Regions from separate parts of the Triticum aestivum genome. Here region 1 is linked to region 2. A link is a contact called in public Hi-C data. All regions are on one chromosome and are shown on one strand. The core of a region is the stretch at or near the end of the contact, and the rest is flanking DNA. Distances in the headings are between cores, read along the strand shown.

What was found. Hi-C and Micro-C count contacts between places; a contact is called where the count stands out from the background.
Region 1: a Hi-C map of leaf shows a contact between it and region 2, with 4 times the contacts expected there. The contact joins the promoter of LOC123122904 here to the promoter of LOC123122903 in region 2. A contact is called at or near these places in 2 of 5 Hi-C or Micro-C datasets (both in leaf) and 1 of 1 datasets of contacts at active chromatin or transcription factors (leaf).

The regions. Positions count from the first base shown.
Region 1 is chr5D:473,883,221-473,887,038 of IWGSC CS RefSeq v2.1, forward strand. It overlaps LOC123122904, which reads left to right and starts at 1,989. Exons shown (of 5, transcript XM_044543279.1): 1 at 1,989-2,580; 2 at 3,801-3,818.
Region 2 is chr5D:473,609,650-473,613,653 of IWGSC CS RefSeq v2.1, forward strand. It overlaps LOC123122903, which reads left to right and starts at 2,644. Exons shown (of 4, transcript XM_044543277.1): 1 at 2,644-3,049; 2 at 3,838-4,004. The coding sequence starts at 3,850.

The DNA.
Region 1 (3,818 bases), core at 739-3,238, 270 kb after region 2:
GGCGGTGGTTGCAAAGCGTACGCTGAGAATGCTCCACGCAATGATGGCCGTGCCCAGTGCCCAACCTATATGTAATCCAAAATGTAGCTCTGAGGCCAGCTGCGTCCTCCTCGGAGGAATGATAAATTGTACTGAAAATAACTTGTTTGAAAATATATTTTTTGACATGTATTGTAATACTGGTAAAATGTTGATTTTCCCAAGCTTTTTAGAACACATTTTTCGGCCTAGGTCACGATGTATGACATTTTCTTGCCAAGAATTGCGCTCAGAAGGAAATCACAAACATGGTTGTTGTGAAAAAATAGTTTTTATTTCTTAACCTATTTATTTTGGTAAAAAAATTGGGTGGTATGCCCAAATCATAGGGGTACCTCACTATTTAGCACGAATATTCCTATATTGTAATATAAAGATAAGCAAGTGGCCACACACTTGGAATACCATGCGAACATTTGTATGTAAGTTGCAATGAAGAACATGGAGGGGGAATGAACAGGAGACACCAAATTGGATAGCGAAAGAACATGCCCGAGAGGTTAACGAGATGTCATACGGGTAATGTGGCTCCTCGATGACTTCGTATGTACGCCTGATCGGGGCAGTGTCACCTTGTCTTGATGCTAGTGATGTAAGATATGTAAGAGGATGAAGATTGTGGAATAGTACCGCCAGATAACGACGAAGTCATAGGTGGGCGCAGGATGATAAAGACAAAAGAAACAAATAGCGGTGACGACGCAAAGAGCAGAGAACACACAAACACACACTAGAATCTCGCACATAGATGATATGATGAAGATGAGTGACGCGACAAAGAAGGCGGAGTGGTCCCACATCGCTCTACCCCTAAGTCCGCGGAGCTAACAGTCGCTCCGTACTCCTGATTCTGTGATATTGGCATGTTGTCACGCCAACAACCTGTCATTTATTTTCGAGACATAACGTAGAGAGTTGGTTGTACAGTTTAGGTATTCATTAACTACGGCATTTGACTAAACAAGTGAGGAGTATTATTGGGCAAGCAGACATTATAGGATCCAAAAGTACTTGCACTAAACTGGTGCGGCAAATTTCATGCTTACGTATGAAAGTAGGATTAACACAAAAAAAGCGACACAAGCATAAGGTAAACAATCAATAAGAAGATACTAACATACTGGCATAATAAAAATAAAAGAAATACAACAACACATTAACACCTGCACTGTTGCTAAGCCATAAGTGCATACAAATACATTCAACATGTCCAACCACCATTACTAGTACCAGCAGTACATGCACCCACAGTACTCCTTCTAGTACTTGTTGAAAGGAGTCCAAAACAACCGCGTGGATATATCCGGCTGGCTGGCTGGCCAATGTAAAGGTCCGGACGGTGTGTACGTAGCGAGTCCACCCAGGAGATAAAAAAGAAGGCATCACGAGGGGAGGGATAAAAAGATGGCCGGTTTTGCAAGGTTTGGAAAGGAGGTTGGGTGGTACCGTCCTCCTCGAGTATTTTTAACACTTGTTGTCTGTTACTACTTTCTCTCTCTCCCCCACCGGGAGGGAAGCAAAGCCAAGGGTGGACAGATTCTCTCCCAAGTCCCAATCCCTAAACTCGTATCCTCCATTACTCTAAACAAACCGGACCGAGGAAAGAGAAATAAATAAAAATCAATCGTCCTCATGATAACTGTCCCATAGGAAGGAAATCCGATCCTCCGGAATAATTATATCAATATCATATCATAGCACAGCACACTTGGAATTGGAAAGAGAGAAAAACGTAGTACCACTAGTTGTCTAGTTCCACACCAGAATCGTGAGAGGGACAGCAGCCGGTGGCGATGTGGTATAATATGGGGAAATGTCTGGGTTGGTGATTGATGAGAGAGAAAGCCCGGGGAGAGGGACAAGGGGGTGTGATGGGGAGGATCAGCATCAGGGCGGAGAGGGAGAGAGAATATCAGATGTCAACAAATCTGCTGTCCTTGCGGCTCGTTTAGAAAGGAGGAGGGTCGAAGGTGGTTCCATTCCATCCCCCTCCCTTCTTGCCCCCAGAGGAGAGAGGAGAGAGGAGAGAGAGGGAGGCCAGGCCAAACGACGCCAATCCAAAACCCCCAAAAGGAGCAAGGAGAGAGAGAGAGAGAGTGGGGAGTGAGCAGAGAGAGAACAAACCAAGATACTCCTACATCCGCAGACAGTGGTTCGTTCGTCCGGGGACGAGGACGAGAACCCACCACTTTCTCTCCCTCTTCCTCGCCCTTCCTTCTCTCCCTGGCCCGGCCCCAGCAAATCCGGTTCCAGCCTCCCCCCGACCGGACCCGTCCCGGATACGTCGGAGCTCCGAGCGTCCTCCGCCCCGATCGCCCCCCTGCCGCCGCCACAGAGATTTGCCTCTTTCTTTTCGTTCGTTCTAGGATATATAGATAGATAAATAAATATCCTGCCTTGGTTGGGTTGGGCGGCTTCTTGGGCGGCGCGGGGTTTCTTGGGGCATGGCCGTGGCGGCGGTGCCGGACAGGACGCTCGCCCGCCGAATGCTGCGGGTCGTCAGGCTCAACCCGCTGCAGCGCAGCGCCAAGAATCCCTGAGGTCAGAATTTCCTTTCTTTGTAGCTGGTCTAGTTCAATTAATTCTGCTCGCGCGCTGTCTGGATCGTGGAATCGAGCTAACACAATCCAAAGGAGCGGTGTTGATTTGCTTTCCCGATGTGTTGGACCTCCAATCCGGGGGCACCTGGGGGGATTGGAGCTCCGATTTCGGACGAATTTCTCTCTGCCCGACGCCCCTGTCGCTGTCGCCGTCGCCGTCGCCGTCACTGTCTCTTCGTCCGCTCCTGGCCTCCGCCGCACGTCCAGATCCGGCCGCCCTCCACGCGACACATCGGCCTTGGCCACCGGCGCCGCCTCCTGCTCATTGCCGCCCTCCTCCTGTTGTCTAGATCCGGACGCCTGCCGTCCGTCGCCATCCGTTCTTCGCTTTCCTCTTTGTACTCCAGGCGTCTGGCTCGACTTTGGCGTCCAGATCCACTTCCCCTTCCCTTCCCACCTCCGTGCCTGTAGCTACCATTGTCAGTTCGTCCTGCGATTGCCTCGGTTTCCCCGTGCGTGCTTGCTCAAGTATGCTTGCCCATCTCTGGCCTTTATTTACAGTTCTTATCATCCAAACTGGAGTTGGAAATGGGTTAATCTTCTATTTCCAAGACACTTCGTAATTCTCCCCTTTCTGAACAAACTGGAATTTTCCTTGGTGAAACCAAACATAAAACTTCGAAGTGGACGCAAATTCCAGTTCAACTGAAATTGGAATTGGGACTCTTTGTGTTATAACTTGCTTGTTGTAATTTTTTTGGGGCCTTTTATTAGGTTTCGGGGTTCTTATTTTCTGTTTTGGTGTTAGGTCTGTGTGACGTTTCAGTTGGATTGTACGCGAGAAGTCAATGATTGCATCTGCTGGCCATAGGTTTCTATTTTCCACGTTTGGTAAAGATGATGATATATCTCTTAAAAGAACTAGTCCTTAGGATTTTATTAAGTAGGTTGAACTATCGCCGGTTGACTCGTCTTCTCTCCTTTAGTTATTTCCTGCCCGATGAATTTAGAAACAAACAGGTGAGGTGCATATTCTATGCCATTATGGAATACAGTATATATTTAAAAGTTGGGCCTTTGGTGTTGTTTACTCTGTTGCTGTCTAGGTTTGTTTGATTATTGTAGGGGTAGTGAGTTTTTGTCATGCATTTTATCCATGATACATGTAGCATCTTGTTTCCCAGATCCTTTCTTATTACTCACTGCAGTATTTATTGGCAGGTTATTTCTCTTTAAGTG
Region 2 (4,004 bases), core at 1,394-3,893:
GTAATTTAAACAAGTGAGAATTAACTTCTCCTGTCCTAGATAAGAATAACAAAATAAAGGCTCTTTTACAATCTATATTCTCCCCATCTGTAAAACAATTAGTGTCAGTACATCTATCACTACAATTTACGACACCATTGACGTGCAGATCTAGCAAGGACGACACCACCTGAGCTGTCACCATGGTTAACTCAATAAAGGGCAAGCAGTGTGCTCTTGCTCTGCGTCTCTCGCCGCAAGCGTCCATGTCCACAGCTATGGGCGCTCACATGGCTGCCGGTGTTCGAATCCATCGCTAGGGCTACACTTTCATGGGCAAACTGATTTAGGCATGATCTTGTTTTAAACTACATCATTTAATAAGAAAAAGAAGCACAATCCATGACAACACAAATCTGCAAAATAGCAGAAATATTCCTGCAGAATCGACAATAGCACATTCTGTAAAACTATTGTACACAGTAGCAAAAAAATTGTGCACAATAACTCAACATTACGGCACACTCTCCACAAATAGCATTAAATATCTCACATTCTCTTGAAAGATAAAGAACACAAAGGAGTTGGGAGGGAGATAGATGCCACACTCGATACCTTTTATAGCTGCCAATGCATGGAGCAGCACGTTGCGGAGGAGATCAGGGGGGAGCTGGCTGTAGGGAGGAGAAAATGATATCCAGGCGGTGCTTGAACATAGAACGAGATGGCTGCGGAGGGTCGAGCTCGGGGTGGGGCCTGAAGATGAGGAGGTCGACAACAGAGTCCGGCGCTTGAACAGTGTGGCCGTTCTCCATGGCCACCCGCCTCCCGTGCTTCCTGCCGGCAAACACAGCAGTGCGGCCTCCAGCTCCAGCCTTCACGCCCGCTTCCTCTGCTGCTGTACAGGGGCGGGGCCGCCCGCAATAGAGACGAGGGTGGAGGTGAGACGACGGCTTGCCTGTTTGGCGACTAAGGCGCGAAGTGAGATGGGCCGATTGCGGCGGTAGCGCGTCCGGGACAGAGGAGGTGAGACGGCGGCGCCAGGTGAGATGGCTCAGCAGCGGCGGCAGCGCGTCCTGGATGGCCGCAACAAGGCGAGGAAGTGAGACGACGTCTTTTTTGAAAGTTAGTGAGACGGCGTCTTGCCTCCTTCTGAGATGGCTCGGCCGTGGCGCTGCAGTTTGAGGGACGGCTCCTCGCGACGGATCAGGATCTAGACCGGCGAAATGGCGTGCACAGGATGGTGGGCGCGCGGCGGCAATTTTTTCAAGGAGAGAGATGCGATCGGGATGGAGGGGTTCCGAGAGACGGGGGCATGGGTGAGTTCGTGGATCACGGTTGTTTTCTCTTTCGGTTTCTGTTTCTCAGCTTTGGTGGGTCGTGCTCGTGCGGGACGCCACGAAGCAAAAAAAGAAAAAAGAAAATCGTACGGAATGTGCAAGGTAGCTATCGATAGGAGGGGGTTAAAGCAAGGTCAAACCATCACGACGTTCGAATCTTCTTTAATAGCAGAGACTAGTAGTAAGCAACGGTAGGAGTGAAAAAATTGTGCCGACGATCCCCGTGCTCTGCTTTATGGTGGTAGTACCAGTAGCAGCACCGTGTCAACAACAGTAGTAGTAGCAGCTGTCTACTCTGCTCTGCGCTGCCCCGCTGTGTTGCCGGCGACGGTCATCTGGCACTTGGTCACCTGCACCTGCACCTACGGCCACATTCAATTTGGTTGGAACGCCACGCCCATGCCCATGCCGGCTCGGCTCGCACAACAACCAATGTACGTACCCCCAGAAGTATGTGCACGAATCAATGAATGAATACCGTACTCTAGTACTAGCACTACCTTGGGCGCCCACAGCAATTCACCCCATCCCGGGATTGTACGTAGTAGTAGCAGTAGTATATCCCGCATTCTACGGCGGCACGTACTCAGCAGAGTAGAACGCATCAGATCATTCACACCGACTCACCGAGAAATCAGCGTGGTGCGTGGCCAATTATGTGGATCCGGGCCATAAATCTGGAAACTAAAGCAGGTTTGGTAGTACTGCCTGGTCCTGTTCAAGCACGTAACCATCAACTTTTTTTTTGAGGATATATAACCATCAACTTGACACATGAAGTGTTTATCTCTCCTCCCCCAGGGAGCATGCCGGGGTGTGGGGCCACTCTGTCAGACGCTCTCTCTCTCTCGGTCCCGATAAATATGTTACAAAGACGAGACCGGATTCTTAATGAATGCTTAATGGAGTAACAAGCACTCCATAACCTGACAACCAAGATCGCACCCAAACGCATCTTCGAAAGGGACATCACCCTCTGCCGCAAGTGTAAAAAAAAAACCAGGGCATCTCCGCTCATGGACTGCAGCCGCAAGCGAGAGAGGGAGAGAGACAGATCTTTTTCTGAGATGAGAGAGAAAGATATATATATTTTTGACAGGAGAGAGAGAGATTAGGTGGGAAGGGAAGGAAGCAGCATCACGAGGAGAGAGAGAGAGAGAATAAAAGAGAAAGACCAACGGAGAGAGATGTCAACAAATCTGCTGTCCTTTGCACTAGTTTAGAGAGCAGAAGAAGGTGGTTCCATTCCATCCCGAGAGAGAGAGATCGGGCCCGCATGGCAGCGCGCACATGACCCGACCGAACCCAACAAAGCCCGTCCGATTCCGATCCATCCATCCAAAAGGAAATATATCAGGCCTTCCGGGGAAGAGAAGAGGAGAGGAGAGGCGAGGGGAGCAGAGCGCAGCCATTCGGTCCGGGGGTTCGCCCAAGACAAGAACCAGTTCCGACCCTTCTCCCCCTCCCCCAGTCCTCCTCCCTCCCTGGCCCATCGAATCCGGCCCCCCGCCCCGCCCAGATACGCCGCGGTTCCTCGCGTCTCCGCCGTGAAATCCGCCGGAGAATTCCTTCATTGCTCGCCGCTTCTTCTTCCACCTGCTCCTGCGTTCTTGCGTCGTGGGAGGAGAGCCCGCCGTGCTCCCCGCTTCTCCGGCCCATGCTCGTACTTCGGCGGGTCGCCGGTTCCTGTCTGCCGCTGTTCGGTGCCAAGAAGAATCTCTGAGGCCGAGGTAAAATCTCGAGTTAAAATTTCGGCTCGGTTGTTTGTTGCAGGAAAGATGCCATCTTTGCCGTCCATTTATGTTTTTCTCCGTTGCCTGTTTTGGTAAAATCTTGTGGAGAAAGCTCCCTCTTCTCGCAATTGAGTCGCCGTTCGATTTGCTTCTTGTCTCACAGAAATTTTCGGTCGGGTACGCCGGCGGCGAGCGGTTGAGTGATGATTACATCTGTCCAGTAATGATAGTCTTTTTCTTCTTAATCCGCGTTTGCCGCTTCTCATGAATTGTACAGTACTTCTCTTGAATGAATCGGTTCTTGGTAGTACTAGGATTTGGTAGAATCGACATGGCTGGGACTGTGGAGGGTTGACTTGCCTCGTCTCCTTTATTCTTTCTCCCCTTCCCTACAAGTTGACGTCCAAACAGCCGGGGGATAATAATATCTCCTTTATTTCCCTTGTTTGTTGGGATAATATCTCTACTTAAAATCTGCCAATTATCCCCAAATTATCACCACTTGCTAACGAATAAATCTGTATGATCAGTTGGCCTGAGCTTTTCGTCATCCTCTGCGACCACCATCATTGCTCACTTTATACCAGGAAAAAAGGGCCGGCCGCTCATCAGTCATCGCCTTTTCTTCTGCTCTTTGTTTGTCAAAGCGATGAATAATGCGTGTTTGTCTTTTCGCATAACTGACGCTGGTTCTGGACAAAGGCGTTATCATTTCTTTCTTCTGCTGCTGCTTTATGTGTGTAATGTAATGTAATTCACCTTTGATTGAATGTCCTGTTGAGCAGGTTGGAGCAGCAATGGGGGCAAAGGTGGAGGTTGAGGGCTACAATCCTGGGCATTGCGCCATGGGCGACCTCCACGCAAGCTGGAGGTTCCCATACGAGGAGGAGACGTCGAATGGCTTCGTGACGGCGGAGGCGTTCGGTTATTCGGAATGTGATAAAGAGATGTT